Regions from separate parts of the Zea mays genome. Here region 1 is linked to region 2. The links are chromatin contacts, called in public Hi-C maps. All regions are on one chromosome and are shown on one strand. Each heading gives the region's core, a stretch centred on a gene start, on an enhancer-like site or on the middle of the called end of the contact. The rest is flanking DNA. Distances are from core to core; before and after follow the strand shown. Region 1 holds the start of LOC100502182 (ATP-dependent zinc metalloprotease FTSH 7 chloroplastic). Region 2 holds the start of LOC100283188 (protein kinase APK1A).

The links. Hi-C and Micro-C count contacts between places; a contact is called where the count stands out from the background.
Region 1: a Hi-C map of leaf shows a contact between it and region 2, with 2.2 times the contacts expected there. The contact joins the promoter of LOC100502182 here to the promoter of LOC100283188 in region 2. A contact is called at or near these places in 3 of 25 Hi-C or Micro-C datasets (bundle sheath, leaf and tassel).

What each region holds. Positions count from the first base shown.
Region 1 is chr5:194,693,213-194,697,605 of Zm-B73-REFERENCE-NAM-5.0, reverse strand. It overlaps LOC100502182 (ATP-dependent zinc metalloprotease FTSH 7 chloroplastic), which reads right to left and starts at 3,074. Exons shown (of 13, transcript NM_001196659.1): 1 at 2,069-3,074; 2 at 498-563; 3 at 268-402; 4 at 112-177; 5 at 1-28. The coding sequence starts at 2,914.
Region 2 is chr5:194,366,864-194,371,877 of Zm-B73-REFERENCE-NAM-5.0, reverse strand. LOC100283188 (protein kinase APK1A) reads left to right here and starts at 2,539. Exons shown (of 2, transcript NM_001156090.2): 1 at 2,539-3,047; 2 at 3,202-4,123. The coding sequence starts at 2,681. The coding sequence ends at 3,908.

The sequences.
Region 1 (4,393 bases), core at 1,825-4,324, 330 kb before region 2:
GTGTCTTTCCAGTCCCTGGAAGACCCACCTGTAGAGAAAGAATTACATTATGGTAACAAACACAATTGTCAAGCAGTAGTTTCCATTACTAAAAGCATTTGCAGAACCAACCAATAAGACACCACGAGGAGGGCGAGCACCGAGACGAATATATCTTTCTGGGTTCCTTAAGAACTCCTGAACAAAAAATATGTATGGACCAGCTTATTTCCCTTATTTGATTGCTGCAAGTGCTACTGTCAAACTGTAGGATCCATACGACCATACCACAATTTCTTCAAGCTCTTCTTTTGCCTCATCTACTCCAGCCACATCAGCAAATGTAACTATATCCGAACTTTCAGAAACTTTTGCTCCGCCGGAATTAGAATTCTTCCTATTCCTCAACTGACCGGGTGATTGCTGAGTTTGCATAAGAAATTAGATATATACAAATGTAATGCAACTTCAGACGAAGAGTACATGCTTGCCAATTGATTGAGGTCATGCATCAGTACCTGAGAAAAGCTTATTGGCAGGCGCTGCAAAACTACCGCAATCAATACAACATAGATAAGACCTACCTGCAAAATGTAAGGGCAGTTAGACTGAAAGGAACCAACTGAAGAGGGTCTGTATGTAAAGAATACAATCACATATATATAAATGCAAGCATGTATGAAAAAAAAACTATGTGCCCATAGAGATGGACTTTTCAGTCCTGTTAAATTCCTATTTACAATCCTCAATTAGGATCCCATCTCCTATACAAGGTTACAGAAAACATAATACACTAATTTTGTCGGCTCTGGGAGTTCAGTTTCTTAATGTCACACGTGAACCAAAATCCCGTTTACACATGCAATTTAGATCCCATGTTCTGATGTTAGGTTCAAGAAGAGTTCTTGCAGTTCGTTTGCATGTTTCAAAACCAGATTGAGAGTCCGGTTACCTAATTTTCATGTTAACCAAATTCTCATTCAATTCCCCAAAACACTTTCCACAGTCCCATATTAGGTCAAAGACCCATACATTTTTGTTTGTAGCCCAAATATCAGAACTGGAGTTCAGTTTCCTGTTTTTTAAGCACGTACCAATCAAACTCCAAACTTCTTTCTGCTTTTTAATTCCAAGGATCATGTAAATGTTAAAACTACCATCCATGTGTTACTGTAGTATTGAATTTACTCCACAAGTGAGCTTTCCTCTAATGTCCATACATTTTTAACTGGCTGCCCAAAAACGTGGTGCAGGACTACCGAATATAGGATAATCTAGTCGCTCAACAGGAGCAAAGATGGGTTCACAATGAGGATGGAACATGGTAAAATAGATACAAGACTTAATGATCAAAGATGTGCTTCATTGCTTCTAGTTTGAATCTGGTGTATAAGCCTTAGTGCTTTGTGTATAAAGAAATGCTTGCATGAGTCATGCATATTAGAAACCTAAACATGTGTTACAGACGAATCAACAAAATAACTGTCGAGGCATGTATGCTAATACAAAAGAGAATCAAAATAAAAAAGTGTGCTACATTTTTCTAGAGCGCTTTATGTATTAGCAAGATCTGACTTTAACATATGCAAGTGCAAGGATTATGAATCATAACTTTATCTACAATCCAAACTCTGGATCATATCATATTGCTGAAGCATTAGTTACAACAGTTTAGTCAACTAAACATGTTGTTTCCTGAGTGACCTAGCAACAAAACAGAGCAGACCATATGGTCATGTCATGTTGCATCTGTTAGAAACACTTGAATTCTCTATTTCTAGTGAGTACAAATATAACATTGTAGAGCAAGCGTTTCAACATATACTATGCAATATTCTGCCTCACACTGTACATATACAATGCTCACACAAAGTGAACCTACTGGGTTCGCTCGTCAATATCATTATGAAATATTTGCCCTGTCAGTTTCAATGCTCAGAACATCTCTGACTTTCCAACTGTCATTTTACATGCTTAGATACAAATTTTAAAATTCCTAAACTTGTGTGATTGGTACTATTACTACATTAATTTGAAGCCACGAACATTGCATTTGCATCAGAAATATCTTTCGGCATGAGTGCCTTACCAGGGCAGAATTGAGCATGCCGCCAGACCTCTTGTCCGGTGACCCAAATTCAACCATGTTTTCCACCATCTTCTCGTATGGTGTCTTTATGTCCACTGGACGAGTCGTCGTGAACACAATTCTCCTTGAAACTCCAGCATTATCAATGACATAATCTGCTCCGCGCTGTGTCGGTGTCTGCTCAACACGGACCTGGGACTCCACCTCTGGGCGGAGTCGGAACATGATATGCACCCCGTCCACCTCAACCTTCTTCACCTGGTCCTTGTTTATGCTGGCCAGGAAGTCGCTGTATGGTACACTGACGTACGTCGTCTGTGGGCGGGGCTCTGAACCGGGCAACGCGATCTCTGGGCGAAGCATGCGTAGCGCAAATATGGCGAAGCCCAGCTGGAGCAGGAGGAAGCCCATCTCCCGTCCCTGGACTATGGGCTCCCATAGCCACCGCCCCACGCCGCCTCCCTTAGTCAGCCTCCGCCGCCACTTATTTTCGTTCCTCTTCGACGAGGGCGGCGGCGGTGTCGCGGCCGTGCTCGTGGTGCTCGTGCTGGTGCTATCGCCCCCCGACTCCGCAGCCGCGTCGCGGTCGCCATCCCCAGACGAGGACGACGGCTCGCCGTTCCCGGAGGCGCCGTCGCCGTCGCGCTCAACATTCGCGCGCGCCGCTGGCGGGCAGCGGCGGTGTACGAGCGCGAGCCCGAGGCCCCGCGGCGGCACGGCGGATATCCGGATCGACGGTGCGCCTGTCCTAGCGCCGGCTGGTCGCCTGGGGAAGGGGCGTAGGAGCGAGCGGGACGGGGATGCGATTGGGAACGAGGCGAGGGTTTCCGCGGCGGCGGAAGCCATACGAAGAGGAAGGCAGACCCGACCCGAACCCTGGAGGTACTAGAGTACGGGTTGAACGAGCACGGAGTTCGCCCAACTCCGCCCGTGCTGCGCGCGAGCGCGTGGAGGGATCGGTGCGGGGTCGTCGGGGGTGAGGCCGAGACGAAGATGAGGAACAGAGGAAGGAAAGAGGCCGAGACGAGACGAAGAGGGGTGGAGGGAAGGAGAAGGGGGCGGCCGTTTGCTGCCTGTCACGCCGTCAAGCTGGGACACAAGGCCTTAGGCCCATCGTCAGTGACTGCTTATTGCTGATTTCAGCTTGGGCGACCGTCGGGTGGAGCTCATCCGTTTGGTTTTTGAGATAATTGCACGGCGCCGCGGCGCCCGGGTAAAGGATTGCTGGGGACGGACTATGCATGCCCCACTGAGATGTCAGTGAGAAGATGTCAATGAGAGGAGGAGTGTCTGTCAGAAGGTGGGCATTCGAGATATTTGGCGCGTCGGATGGCGCAGGGCGTCGAGCTTATGATGTCCACAGAAAGAATGAACTACGCCTACGGAACTTGGGAGTATCTTCTCTAGCCGACAAAAAATGATTGGTTTAATTCCGATCCTGGAACGAAACGTGTGAATTTATTTTGGCTGTGGATTGTTTAAATTGTTTACCGTTGGCCTAGCCTACACCTCTCTTCTCTCTTCACGTTGGATCGGTGGCCCACTTTGTTGTTGTCGGAGCCAGATTTTTTGCAATTAGAAAGATAAATTTTAGCTAATCGCGGAAATTTTGTAGCAAAACTGATATAGAACAAAAAATATAGTAAACCAGTTTTAGATTTTCTTTTTCATAATCATACTATATCTATTTATTATGACTGTCTTGGTCTCTTGGAGTTACGTGAATCTTCTATTATTTATATTTGTTGTTAAAGTACATCTAATTTCTATTTTGGTGGTAGAATGATAAGATGATTAAATGTACATATGTCTCTTATAAATATATTTTTCATTATAAGTTCTATCTCAACTCTTCCAACCACTTAATGCAACCAAATATTGATAAGAATGGATGCAATAACATGTAGATGATTTGACTCGTATATGCAACAGATTTATTTCTACAATAGTCCTACAACAACTCGTGGGTATCCTTCTAGTGATTAATGAGTTTGACGAGCTTGTTAAGTTTTACTAATGATAAAGTGGAACTAATGTCACATCTACAATACAAGAAAAAAAGCGCACATATTGGTAAACAAAAATGGGAACAAGAGCTATAGAATTTCATCTCAATGCAAGCTCTTGCGTGAGGGAGAAGATATTGGCATATCGTTAATAGTTATTAAGGATATATCATTGAAAAAAATGAAAACAGAGGTCAAACTATGAAGACACGATATGTAATGGATTATATGGTACCAATATTGGTTTGATTGTATGAACAAAACCACCATAGCAGTTAGTCAAAGGCCACCAGATCGTTCAATCGTTGTGCTATGTTTT
Region 2 (5,014 bases), core at 1,290-3,789:
TGCAATCTCCGCTTTTATTTTGAATTAGAATTAAATGAAACACTACGAAGAGGTTGTAGTCAGTAGTTTACTCATTCTATCTCTTAAGCTCATTCTCATCTTTTATTCTAAAATTTACTCTATAGATAGTACAATTTATTGTATAAAATAATATTTTGCACGACTCATTCGGCGGAGACAACCTTACTCTCATGCCTTTCACTTACCTGTCAACTGTCATTGGTACCCTCGATATCGACAACGCGCATGGGAGAACTTCGCCACTAGGTGTCACTCTTCAGTGGTACCACCACCACCAGTGGCATCCCGACTCACTACGGCGAGTCTGCAGCGTCACAGGCTCTCTGATGGCTCCAGCATCTCTCGAGTGAGTCTACAGCGTCACATGAGTGGAGTAGATTGAATGAGGTAGTTTGAGAGTCCAAAAACTGGAGTAGATTAAAGGGGCTAAAATCCCCTTATTCAAAAATGAATAAGGACGGAATTTCAGCCCCCCAATCACCTTCGGTTTAGTGACTCCCAAACTAGCCATGAAGGTGGGAAGGTGTTCAATCGCGGTCAAACCGTGAGCTAGTATTGCCGCTACAGGAAGCGCGGACGTCGTGGTCGTTTGTCTGGCTCTTCACACAAATACATGGTTACGCTAGGAAACCAAACAATTTTATGGGATCCTCTATGCCTAGAGATGGCAATGGAGATCCGATCCCCGATTCTCCGCGGGGAATTCCTCTTTTAGGGAATGAGAATGAGAAAGAAACTTCCCCCGCGGGATATAAACTAGAAAAATTTATCTCCCGATGGGTAAACGGGGATGGGGCCACATTCCCTGCGGGGGACCCGTTAAACGTGCACGCGACTATGTGTTTTGTACTAGTTAACGACAAAAATAAATAATTTCCTTGTCAAGAGACCACTAATTGTTCAAATGTGTTCATTTTGATGTATGCATAATAATTTCTTACATCTGACAATGTGTATAAATGACAATGTTTAACATTAATAAGAAAAAATATATGTCCTAACTATAATTTAAATGGAGATGGGAATCTCCGTTGGGATTTATCTCCACAGAAAACAGGGATGGGAAAGAAATGTTTCCCGTTAGCGTTCGTGGGGATCCATGGATGAATTTTTTTTGTCACAGAACAGAGATGAGGAGCTATTTCCGGCTGGGAATTCTCCATTGACATCCCTATCTATGCGATAGCTGGTTGGCCCCTTGATATCATCATCAATTAAAGTACTAGTAAACAGCACGAAATGAATGATGTAACCTAGCTGATGCAGTCATGCTACATGTCCCAATCAGAGTAGTTGCCACCGTTCCTCGGGCTCTCGTCCTGGCTCTCCTATTCACAGTTTCGGGCCGTCCGGCAAGCATAAACTCAGCTTGAAAATTTGTACTAGTATATACGCTGCAAGCCTGCAAAGGGCAGACGCGTTTAATTCGTCCAAAGCATGTTCAAGTACCGTGGGGCGCGGGCAGTCATTAGTCAAAAGTCTCAAGTACTCCTCCTGTATCTCCGTTCGGGCAGTCAACATCTGAAGCGCGTCTGCAATTCTGCATACGCTGGGCGCCCTGCTGTTTCTGAATCCTCCTCCATACTCTTCACCAGCAGCAGCAGGACGACAGGTTCTTCAGCTCGCCGTGGCGAATTCCGTGTGTGAATGTGACCTCCACTTCTATATCTACCCTGCAAAACATGTGATGTCGTACGCTTACGAATATGAAACCACTAATCCCCATGCTCCCCAGCTAGCGCTCCTCCAATACGAAGACGAGCTGCGTGATCTGGCTACAGGAATCTCAGTGGGGGCCATGTGGCCCAGCCACACGCGGGCGCAACCACCAGCGCTGTTTATTAATTTTTTTTCACCGCCTGCCTGTGCGTGCCGCGGTAAGCGAGCAGAGCACGCCGGCCCGTTGGAAAAAGTGGGACGCCTGTCACCTGGACACTTCCATTTGGGACGTTACTCGCCATAGGATTCGGATCCACTGGAAAAAAAGTTTATATCTAGCTGCTATGAACATGGCCCATGACCTTGCAGCCAGGAAAGGCCGCTCTGACAGCAGCTGAAAAGGAGCCCTCGAACTGGTGCCGGTGGCACGTCGCACTCCACGGTCGATCCGGTGGCGCCTCTGCCGCTGACGCGGAGGAAAATACTAGCCAAATCAACATTCCGGCACCAGACGGCTGCAGAGCGCATTATTGCTGATATATTTTTACCGGTGAAAAAGGAAAAGCGCATGCCGAGCCAAGGTGCAGGGCGGCAGCCGGCAGGCGCGCGCGACGCTCCGGCGGAATAGAATTGTGGGGGGCGTGCGTGACGACAGCACGCAGATGCATCACGCATCTCAACGGGAGGAGCTGCTCACCCCGTCGCCTTTTGCCCTTTTCTTTATGTGCTCCGCGCGCCACTGATTAGTTGAGGTCCACTAGGCACTAGCTGCGGCCTGCCGCCTGCGGGCGCTGGGCATCCAGTCCCGCCCCCCGCGTCGACGTCGTATATAACGACGGGCGCCAGAAGCCGTTCGGTGATCTGGCCACCCGAGCACGGCCAAAAAGGCGCTCGCCCAGCGCTTCACCAGATAGAGCAACACAGCTCAGCTCAGCTCAGCCTCGGACCAGCAGCCGGCGTGCGGAGCTGCGGTGCGGCGTCGTGCGTGCGCCAGAACAGGATGCTGCCCGCCGGGTGCGGCCTCCTCTCGTGCCTCCGCCTCGACAAGCAGGGCGACGCGGGCCGAACCGACCCCCGCGTCGCGGACGAGCCCGCCGCGTCGCTCGGCAAGGGCAGCGGGTCGTCGGCCAGGCGGTTCGCGTGGGCCGAGATCGAGTCCGTCACGGCGGGCTTCTCCTCCCGCGTCATCGGCCAGGGCGGCTTCAGCACCGTCTACCTGGCCTGCCTCTCCTCCTCCCGCCTCGGCGCCGTCAAGGTGCAGCGCAGCAGCGAGCGCCTCCACCGCGCCTTCCGCCAGGAGCTCCACGTGCTCCTCTCGCTCCGCCACCCGCACATCGTCCGCCTGCTCGGCTACTGCGACGAACGAGGTATATAACAAGACGCGAACCAACCACCGACTGATCAGCTCCACAGCTCCACTGAGCGGGAGCTTCCAAGTCACGTAGATAGATGAGCTAGGAGCTAACACGAGTTTCTTTTCTCTCTCTCTCTCTCCCTCTCTTTCTGCGTGCGTACGTGCAGAGGAAGGCGTGTTGGTCTTTGAGTACGCACCGAACGGCGACCTCCACGAGAGGCTCCACGGCAGCGGCAAGGCGCCGCTCCCGTGGGCGCGCCGCATGGCGGTGGCGTTCCAGGTGGCCATGGCGCTGGAGCACCTCCACGAGAGCCGCGACCCGGCGGTGATCCACGGCGACGTGAAGGCCTCCAACGTGCTGCTGGACGCCAGCCTCGACGCCAAGCTCTGCGACCTGGGCTTCGCGCACGTGGGCTTCTCGGCCGCGCTCCAGCCGCCGGAGGCCAGCGGGGCCAGGGCCAGGGCGTCGTCGGCGCCGCGCGCCGTCGTCATGGGCTCCCCGGGCTACGTGGACCCGCACTTCCTCCGCTCCGGCGTCGCCACCAAGAAGGGCGACGTGTACAGCTTCGGCGTGCTGCTGCTCGAGCTCCTCACGGGGAGGGAGGCCATATGCGCCGACACGGGGCGCCGGCTCGCCGCCGCGGTGGGTCCTACGCTCGGCGAAGGAAGAGTAGCGGAGGCAGTGGACCGGAGGCTCGGAGACGAGTACGACACGCACGAGGCGGCCACCGTGGCGGCGCTTGCGCTGCGGTGCATCGGCGACGGCCCCGGGACGCGGCCCTCCATGGTGGAGGTGGTTCGCGAGCTCCAGGAGAAGACGACCGCGCTGATCTCGGCCGCTGGATGCAAACCTGCCGGCAAGATGGGTTCCTGAGCTGTATTGTCGGCCGAAGAAGACCGTAAATACCATTAGCTTTGTTTAGAGAGAGTAGAAGGTGAAGGTAATGTTTTTTTATTTATTTTACTTATATAAGTTTCTTGATGTAGTGGATTAGTAGTAGTTGAATCGGATTACATAGAAAAATTTCCGTGATGTCAGAGTTCGTTGCAGAGAGTCTCGTTAATCAAATCGCCAAAATAAGCTCGTCCAATCCGTTGAAGATTGATGTGATCTACTCTACGACATGTGACGTCATCTCGCGCGTACTTTGAGATGGCTTTTTTGGTTGTTAGTCAAGTCGCTGATCCTGAACAATAAGGAATTGAATAGATCTTGATCGGTAGGGGTACGTAACATGCAAATGGCGATCAGTTTCAGAAGCTATTCCAAAAGATGAATTTTGAGCGTATATATAAAAACCATGTTTTGGACCTTTAATAGTTGATGCCACGTGGCGGTACTCCTTAGATCATGTTTAGATTCAACAGAGCTAATAATGAAACACTAAATTTAGTTAAAACATCCAAACGGTGCTGCTTATGATTCGGCTATTAGCTACTTTTAGCAAACTAGGACCGCATAGGTGGAGATGACAACCTCCGTCTCACTCTTTTTGGCGAAATAGGAGAAGGGCGAGAGGTTGCCTAGCAGCCCAGTGAGCATTCCCTGAAGCGTGCAATCAAATCCGTCAAAATGAGCGTCACAGATAGGCACAGAGGAGGTGAAATCTGAGACGCGAATTGGGGACCGTACGAACCACAACACGACGAAGAGCGCGGTCTCGTGGCCGACGAGGAGGTTGTGGGCGTTGAGGATGTCCGTGGGAGTTGGAGGAAGAGGAAGGGAATGTTGGCCACGCTGGTGAACTTTGTCGTCATGGAGTTCGACTGCTGGTACTTCTTCGAGTCCTGCGTGGCACCCCAACCCAAGCCAGGCAGTTCGAAGCAGTCGATCGATCCATCATGCGACATCCCACCACAAATGACAGGAGGGAAGGGATACGAAAGGGTACCTGGAGAACCGGCTTGGAGGCAGTGACTGCGACGACAAGGGGTGGGTCATGCTGGCGCAGTTGGTGGAGGGGCATGAGTTGGTGGTAC